Regions from separate parts of the Callithrix jacchus genome. Here region 1 is linked to region 2. The links are chromatin contacts, called in public Hi-C maps. All regions are on one chromosome and are shown on one strand. The core of a region is the stretch at or near the end of the contact, and the rest is flanking DNA. Distances in the headings are between cores, read along the strand shown. Region 1 overlaps LDLRAD3 (low density lipoprotein receptor class A domain containing 3). Region 2 holds the start of LDLRAD3 (low density lipoprotein receptor class A domain containing 3).

Region 1 (3,954 bases), core at 519-3,018, 110 kb before region 2:
TTCTTTAGGAGATAACACACATGAAAGAACTTTAAAAGCAAAACAAAGCAATAACCCGTATCATGTCACCATCCCATTACTTGGCACTCTGTGTTCAAAACAGTTTGCTTTTGAGGCTACTTACTAACTACAGTGTGTCTGCCTGGCCTTAGCAGAAGGGATACTCTGCCAGACGTCCCCTCAACCCAGAGGCTGTCAATGTAAGATCTGTCCAACTTCCTCACTCATTGAGACTTAGCCTATTCCTAGGACAGACGAGTTTCAAAACAGAGTGAGCACCAGACTCTCCTGGGCTGCTCATTCAGATCCAGATACCTGGGCTCTGCTCTGCTTTCTAAGAATTCTATTCCAGCAGATTTTGAGGTGCCCCCACATCTACATTAACAAGTGAGTCAGGTGACCCATCAAGCACACTTTAGAAAGCACTGGTTGGGCACTGTCCCTAAGAGCCCAGGAGCCCGAGGTGGCAAAGAGCTTAGCCCTTTATTTTGTGGTTATTCAAGAGATAACTCAAAACTTAGTTCATTTCATTTTTCTTTTCCTTTTCTCTCTTTTTGTTTGGCAGCACCATGCTGAGCCACCAAGATAACACCAGTACCCCTTTATTCGTTCAGAACATTGGGAAGTTGTGTCATTATGGTTAGTCTGGTGACTGTCAGATGGTGGCAGGCAAGCATTTACAACTCTTTTACACAGAAGAATTTAAATGACTTTTAAAAGAATTTTACATGACTTTTACACAGAAGAATTTAAAGCACGAAACAATGTCAAGAAGTGCAACAAACTTTAATTGAATGCTTACTGTAGCACAGGTGTTTTTCTAAGAGCTTTACAGAGAGTCATTTAATCTTCACCAGCCCGTGACAGAGGAACTATTCCTACCCCATTTTACAGATGTGGCAACTGAGGTGCAGAGAGGTTAAGTAACTTGTCCAGGATCACAAAGCTAGGAAGAGGTAGAGCATGATTTGACCCACTCGTCTGACTTTGGAGCCTACGCTCTGACCATGTTGACAACTAAGCACACAGCTACTTCCTTCCCTTGGCCTATGTGGCCCTGCCTGCCTGACCCACCACACACTTCTCTAGACACCCCGAATCTATCCTCTTCCTTCCCACCAGCCGCAGGAATCACCAGGGGCAGGCCTAAATACGCAGCATCCTCTTGTCTCTTTACCCTCAAGGCTGTATTTAGGCCTTCCTTTTCCATAAAAGTTCTTCCACCCTGCAATGGACTGGATGTTCTTGTCCTCTTGAAATTCTTCTGTTGAGGCCCTAGTCTCCAATATGAGGGGATGAGGAAGTGGGGCTCTTGGGAGGTGGTTAGATGAGATTAGTGCCGTTATAAAAAAGGGCCCAAGGGAGCTCAGGCATCCTTTACACCATATGAGGAAACAGCAAGAAGACAAACCAGGACATGAGCCCTCACCAGAGACCAAATCTTTCAGTGCCTTGGTCTTGGACTTCCCCTGCGCCGTCCAGAACTGGGAGAAATAAGTGCTGCTATTTGTAAGCCACCCAGTTAGTGGTATTTGAATGGACTGAGATATTGGCACTCTGAGAAGATTAAATGGAGAAATAAAGTAGGGGGTCTTCAACTCTAAACCCATCTAAAGGGACACTCAGTATAGGCTCTGAGCAGCAGCAGTGACAAGAAATGGAGAGGATGCAGCAGCCAGGCCTTGAATCAAGGCAGCCAGCACTGTCATCACTGAACTACAGTCAACTTTCCCTTCACAGCATCAGTTTGGCCAGTGGCCTCCATTCCAGGGAACTGGGAACAGCCCCAGTTTGGATTTTAATGTCAGACAAGTGGCAGAGACCCACCATGTTCAGGGCCATCTGCTCCCTGTCATCTGACAGCTTCACTTAGTGGCCTACCAGACTGCCTGCTCTGCTGCCTGGGGACTGACAGCAGTGTGACTGTGGTCTGAGCATCAAAAAGCAGGCACTGCCCAGGGCTCAACAGGACAACATCTACGGACGTGCAGCAGAGTGATGATGATGGGCTTGCACAGGCTCGGGAACAAAGGAACAGCTACCAGCAGGATCCTGCTACAGTTTACCTGTCATTGGCTAAAATATTCGAAACAGCCAAGGGAAAACACGGATCATGGAAACCTCCTTACCACCATCACCTACTCCTTCAACAATGTCCAATTCATCTTTGAAGCACTCTCTCTTAACTCTCTATGTGATTCGAGCAGGCAACAGGATGGACTCTCTTCCTCCTTCTTCCAAATAAACAAAATGTTCGGCTCTATTCTCCTCATCTCCCTCTCAGAGGTCAGTAAACATCACAGGCTTTATTGCTAAATCCCAAAAGAGCAGGAGAAGCAAACAATCCTTCACTTAAAAAGAGACAGTAGGAGCCAAGATCTTGGTCTTCAGACCCTATATATTTAAATCCCATGGAGCATCTGAGACACTGACTTTTTTTTTTTTTTTTTGCCTTTCCACGCTTATCCCACCAAAATGAAGGTCATGGATGACAGAAACAAATAACCCAGGTACATGCAAATGATGCTTTCCAGGAGTCAGAGACCGTATTTTAATTTGAAATTAACCTGAAGCTCTGCAGTGCCATAGAACATGGAATACCTTCAATGTAACCTATCTAAGTCCTTTACTTTCCAATCACTGATTCTAGGAGACACGACGGCCTTTTGGCCCTAAGACATTCCCTACATTTTATGTGACTCCTCTTATAGTGATCTGAGAAAAGAGCATGGCATTAACCAAGTCAAAAGCTGAAAGTTTCTGAAATGCTTTCTAAAGAGGGGTATGCAGTTACCTTTTGACTTCAAAGATTCTCTACCCCCATCTCCTCCCACTCTAAACCTTTAGAAAACTAATATTCAAGTGTTACTAGTGAAAGAAGCTCCCTTGTCACGTGTCTGCATTATATGAACACACTACATCCTCTTTTTTTTAATTATTATTTTCTCATCTGCCTCATGATTTTTTTAAAAAGCTGTTTGGCAATTGCACACTAGCTATGTCACAGATAAAAGTGCAAGTCTGAATTAAAAAATAAAAATAAAGACTGCACACCCTAAATTGGATCAGCAAGATTTGTCTGGATGTGCCAGGAGAAAATTTTTTTTTATGTTCTGTGATTTTGCAGCCATTTAAATTTTATTAGCAATTACCAAGCCTGTTACCACTGACTATATTTTGCAGTTACAGCCAAATCCTGGCAACGAGAGAATGCTGGAATGACAGGGGCCCAGGCAACCTGGCCACACTCATTCCAGAAACACAGAAACATGACACCCCCAGCTCAGAGCTATTTCATTAAGATTCTCCCCTTGCAGGCAGAGAAAAGGCAGCACACAGTGCTGATGATAATTAAGCTCGCTGGAAGTGAGGAAGAAGACTGGGGAGATGGAAGCAAGATGGTATTTGTGCAAAAGACCTGGTTTAAAAGATGACTTTAAGACGACTCCATGCCACTCACTTCTCAGCTGGCATTTACTTTGGTAGTTTAATATTAGCATTTAATTTGGTATTTAATTTGGCATTTAAATTGGTAGTTTCCAAGAAAGCAGTGGCAGGTCCCAAACAACAGCTGCTGTCACCTAGGAGGGAACACGGGAGCTGGAAGAGGCCTGGTGGGATTCTCACAGATGGCATCCAATTCTCCCTGTCACCACCAGAATAGGATTAGAATGGCACCAGCAGGGATATGTGATAGGAGACTTAACTAAATAATGAAACAAACTTTCTAAGAACTGGGGATTTCGTGACTTCAGAAAATGAAACAGTCACTCTTCTCCTGGAAGATACCGAATTGGATTAGTTCCTCCCAGTTTTTCTCTAGGGTCTGGGAAGCCTTATCCCAATACACTTGACTCAAGTTCTTCCCACCCAGAGTCTTGGATCTTCTGTCCCAGCTCCAAGGGAGAAGACACTAGGACCCCAGGTAGATAGTCTGATTCTTCTCACCTCTTG
Region 2 (4,120 bases), core at 158-2,657:
CTGGGCATCAGATGCCCAGAAATAAACATCAAGGGGCCAAGGGCGGGCCCAGAACAGGAGGGACAGCTGACAGCTGTGGAGAGCGGGCAGGGGCAGAGGAGGAAGGGCTCCCAGGCCGGAATTCGGAGCGTGCCCACATCAGCAGAAAAGTTCCTGGGAACGGCACGCTGTCTGGAAGGGAAGGAGGCTTGCTGCGGTCCAGGCCCCGGGATGCACACGTGGTGGTGATGCCAGGTTCAAAGGGCTGCCGGATGAAGCTCCATGTCCTCTCCCAGCGCCCCTCGCCAGTCAGGGCGCCCATCGCTGGGCAAGTGAGGGTGGTCAGACATCTTAAATGAAGCTTCCGTTCCCAGGATCAGTGGGAAAAATGAGCAATTCCCAGGTCTGGCCCTGCTGCAACTCACTTTACCCAAACCAAACAGTCCCAGAGAGGAATAAAAGGAAGCGGTTTTGCTACTCCTTCCTCCGGGCAGGTGGGGAAACTGAGGCGCGGAGTGCACGCCAGACTCAGGAAGAGGCCCCGAGGAAGCTAACGCAGCCGCCCGCGCCCGGGCGTCTGGGAAGAGTGGGAAGAGCAGATCAGGGAAGACTTCTCTCCTCACCCGCCTCCGTTCCTCACACACACAGCCACACTCAAGCTACGCCCAATCGGGGCAGCCGCCGGGCTCCCCAGACCCCCGCTGCACACAGAGCCCCGCCCGCGCGCGCAGCACAACACGACCCGGCGCGCACGCCCACACAATAGGACGGCGCGCACCCCGCGGCGGCCCCTCGGCAGGGTCCCGGCCAGCCCGGCGCCGGGGTCCGCCCTCCGCGCACACCCACGCCCGGAGAGCGGCCCGCACCCGGGAGGGGACGCGAAGGCACCCGACAGCCGCGCCCCGCACCCCGCGCCCCGCGCCCCGCGGGAAGTTCGCCGGTCGCCCCCCGACTCACCCGCGGCGCTGCTCAGCAGCAGGCACAGCGGCCCCAGCAGCCACATGGCGCGGCCGCCGCTCCCGCTGCCCGGCGCCGCTGCTGCCCCCGCGGCCTCGGCGCTGACCCCGCCCCTCGCCGCGCCGGCCCCGCCCCCTCGCCCGTCCCTCCTCCGGCGCGCCCGTCCTCCGGCCCCCGGCCCGGCCCCGGCTTCGCTAAGTTTTACCAGCGCCTGGGTTGCGCGTGGCCGCCCGCATCCTACCCTGAGTGTCCTGGCTCCGAGGGGCCGCCGAGCGGGGCGGAGGGTCCAGCCTTTCTTTCGGTCTCTCATCGCCTCCCGGGTCTGGCCGCGAGGATAGCCTAACAGCCTGGGCTCTGTTCTCTGCCTCCTTTTGTCCCTCTCATTTCTGCCTTTGCTTCCACATCCAGCGAGGATGCAGCGCTCAGACCCAAACTTGAGTTCTTTACTCGACTACAAAATGAATTTACTCCAGAGAGAGAAAGAAAACGTTAAAATAAAGGGCTAAATCTTATGAGAAAATTGTAGTATATTTTTAGTAGCAAGTGTGGAATACCAGTGCTTCTCAAAGTTTAATATGCATCCGGCACACTTGACGGTCTTGTTAAAATACTGACTCTGATTCAGTAGATCTGGCGTGCAGCCTGAGATTCTGCGTTTTTAACAACATTGGGGCTGATTCCAAAGCGGATGATCCAGGAGCCACAGGTAAGAGCAGCTGACACCTTCCATGCACACACCTGGACCACGTGAGTCATTTCGTCTGCATAGTGTCCACCTTGACCAGTTGAACGTTTGAAACCCAATTCGGGAGGGGGGGAAAGTAACGAAAGGCAGATACCCAAATTCAAAAATATAGCTGCACCAATGCAGTTGCTTCCAGAGAGCACTGGTGAAAAGCCCCGAAGGACTTAGATGGTGAAAGAATGGGATGACACTTTTGTGCTCCACTCTCCCCAATCCCCCCCCAACAAGAAAAGCAAAAGCAAAAGACTGATACAAATCATTGCCAAAAACTGAAAACAACTCAACTGTCCATCAACTGATAAATGGATGAACAACTGAAAACTTTTGGGGGCAGTGCCACTGTTCTAATCTTGATTATCATGGTAGTTTCACAACTGTATACATTTGTCAAAACACTAGAACTGCATCCCTAAAATCCACCCCTCAAACGAGGCAAGTTTGCTTTATACAAACTGAAGCTGACTGAAGGAAAGGGAAAGGCATGGGTGCAGAGGCAGTTATAAAAGGGATGCCTGCATCGGATTTGGGATGCTTTGGAGACCATCTCAAGGGTGTTAAGATTCAACTACTTTACTTTGTAATTGCCTGCTGTAGTCTGGAAACATAAAGGCTAAAATGAATCAGGTCAAAATTTTAAAATACCAATCATCGTTCAAGATAATGAGAAAAATGTGATGTATTGGAGGAAAGTTTAGCAAGTTCCATAGTTCGTAGTACATATGGAAAATATAAATAAATTATCTAAATAATACGGCATTAGGGTTTTTATCCTGGGATCGATGGATATTTTTTTTTCTTTTGAGACGGAGTTTCGCTCTTGTTACCCAGGCTGGAGTGCAATGGCGCCATTTCGGCTCACCGCAACCTCTGCCTCCTGGGTTCAGGCAATTCTCCTGCCTCAGCCTCCTGAGTAGCTGGGATTACGGGCACGCACCACCATGCCCAGCTAATTTTTTGTATTTTTAATAGAGACAGGAGTTTCACCATGTTGACCAGGATGGTCTCGATCTCTTGACCTCGTGATCCACCCACCTCAGCCTCCCCAAGTGCTGGGATTACAGGCGTGAGCCACCGCGCCTGGCCCAGGATGGATGAATATTAAGGAGACTGTCCCATGGGCTTCAGGGAGTTTTAAAACCCCTAAAATGTTATGCAAACTTTCCCTTACATGTGGGTATGTGCATTGTTCCAGGTAGCTTCTTGGGAAGAGGCCTCCACCCTTTGCTAATAATACCTGAGGAGGCAAATACGCAAATAATTTCTCCTACAGCTGCCCATTTGCCTCCAAACATTAGGGTTATGGAAAGATAATGCAACTGACCCAGCACTATAGTTCTTGTTTCCTTAGGTTTCTTTGTGGGCATCAACTTCCTTACTTTCCAGGTTTGACTCTGTTTCTCTCTTTCTCTCTCTCATACACACAGGCACACGCTTTTAAATATATTAATGTCTTTGAAATCATTTGGACTAATGTAAAACCTTATTTAAGGCCAACTGTTGTTTTTATAATTATACTAAATCACTCCCAACCTCCTCCTCACCATATCAGCTAGGCAGGAGATGAAACCATTCTTTATACTTCATTACTCTCCTCTTCCCCAGTTCTTCAGAATTCATCCAAAGCACAAAGCATTCCATTTCCGGCTAATGTGAGAGGTTTTGGTGCTAATTGTTTAGGTCCTACGGAGCCAATCAGTCTTTTTTAGATTGGTTTAATAAAAATCCAAAACGAAGTACTTTATGTCTCTTATTTACCAAGAGATTGACACTCTGACCTTGGATGTGTGCTTCTGCCATGGTTTCACATTGCTGAGGGAGGGAAGAAAGAATGTTGTCTCTCTGTGGACCTCCATACAATGCTCTGTAATTTGCAAACATTTTCTCATTTACTCCCCACAGCAGCCCCTGCAATGTCACAGGTGAAAATAGCGCAAACTGAACTTGAGGTGTGTCTGAGATGGGCTCCTATGCTCATTTCACTTGCTCCATGACCTTGGGCAAGTTATTAGCCTCTCTGAGTCCTTGTTTCCTTATCTGTAAAATGGGATTACAGGATCACCTGGATCTTAGGGTTGCTGTCCAGGATTTAAAAAGATAATGTATGTAAAGTCTCTGGCACGGTCTCTTACACGTAGAAACATTAGCCTTGTGTGGTTGTAGTACACACTACAAGACAACTGTTGCGGAAGCCAACTTCCGTGATAGTTCTCAAAGATTCTCACTTCTGCATCCATCTTTGTACCGTGTCCTTCCATACTGAATGGGGCTACCATATGTGACCAGTGGATATTGTGGAAGTGACAGCAGATAACTCCAAGACTGAGTCAAAAAGGACACAGCAGTTTCTTCTTTGTTCTCTCTGATCACTTGTCTTGGGGGAAGCCAGCTACCATGTTGTAAGGACACTCAAGCAGCCCTGTGGATATGTCTACATGGGAA

Evidence for each region. Hi-C and Micro-C count contacts between places; a contact is called where the count stands out from the background.
Region 1: a contact with region 2 is called in a Hi-C map of induced pluripotent stem cells, with 1.8 times the contacts expected there. The contact joins the enhancer-like site here to the promoter of LDLRAD3 in region 2.

What each region holds. Positions count from the first base shown.
Region 1 is chr10:101,406,010-101,409,963 of calJac240_pri, reverse strand. All of the region lies in intron 2 of LDLRAD3 (low density lipoprotein receptor class A domain containing 3), which reads right to left. Among named protein-coding and RNA genes, the nearest start is that of LDLRAD3, 110 kb to the right of the region's middle. Within about 2 kb of position 1,768, at least 2 of the 16 cell types and tissues checked have an H3K27ac peak or open chromatin away from gene starts, as enhancers often do.
Region 2 is chr10:101,299,541-101,303,660 of calJac240_pri, reverse strand. LDLRAD3 (low density lipoprotein receptor class A domain containing 3) reads right to left here and starts at 1,407. Exons shown (of 6, transcript XM_078340851.1): 1 at 1,178-1,407.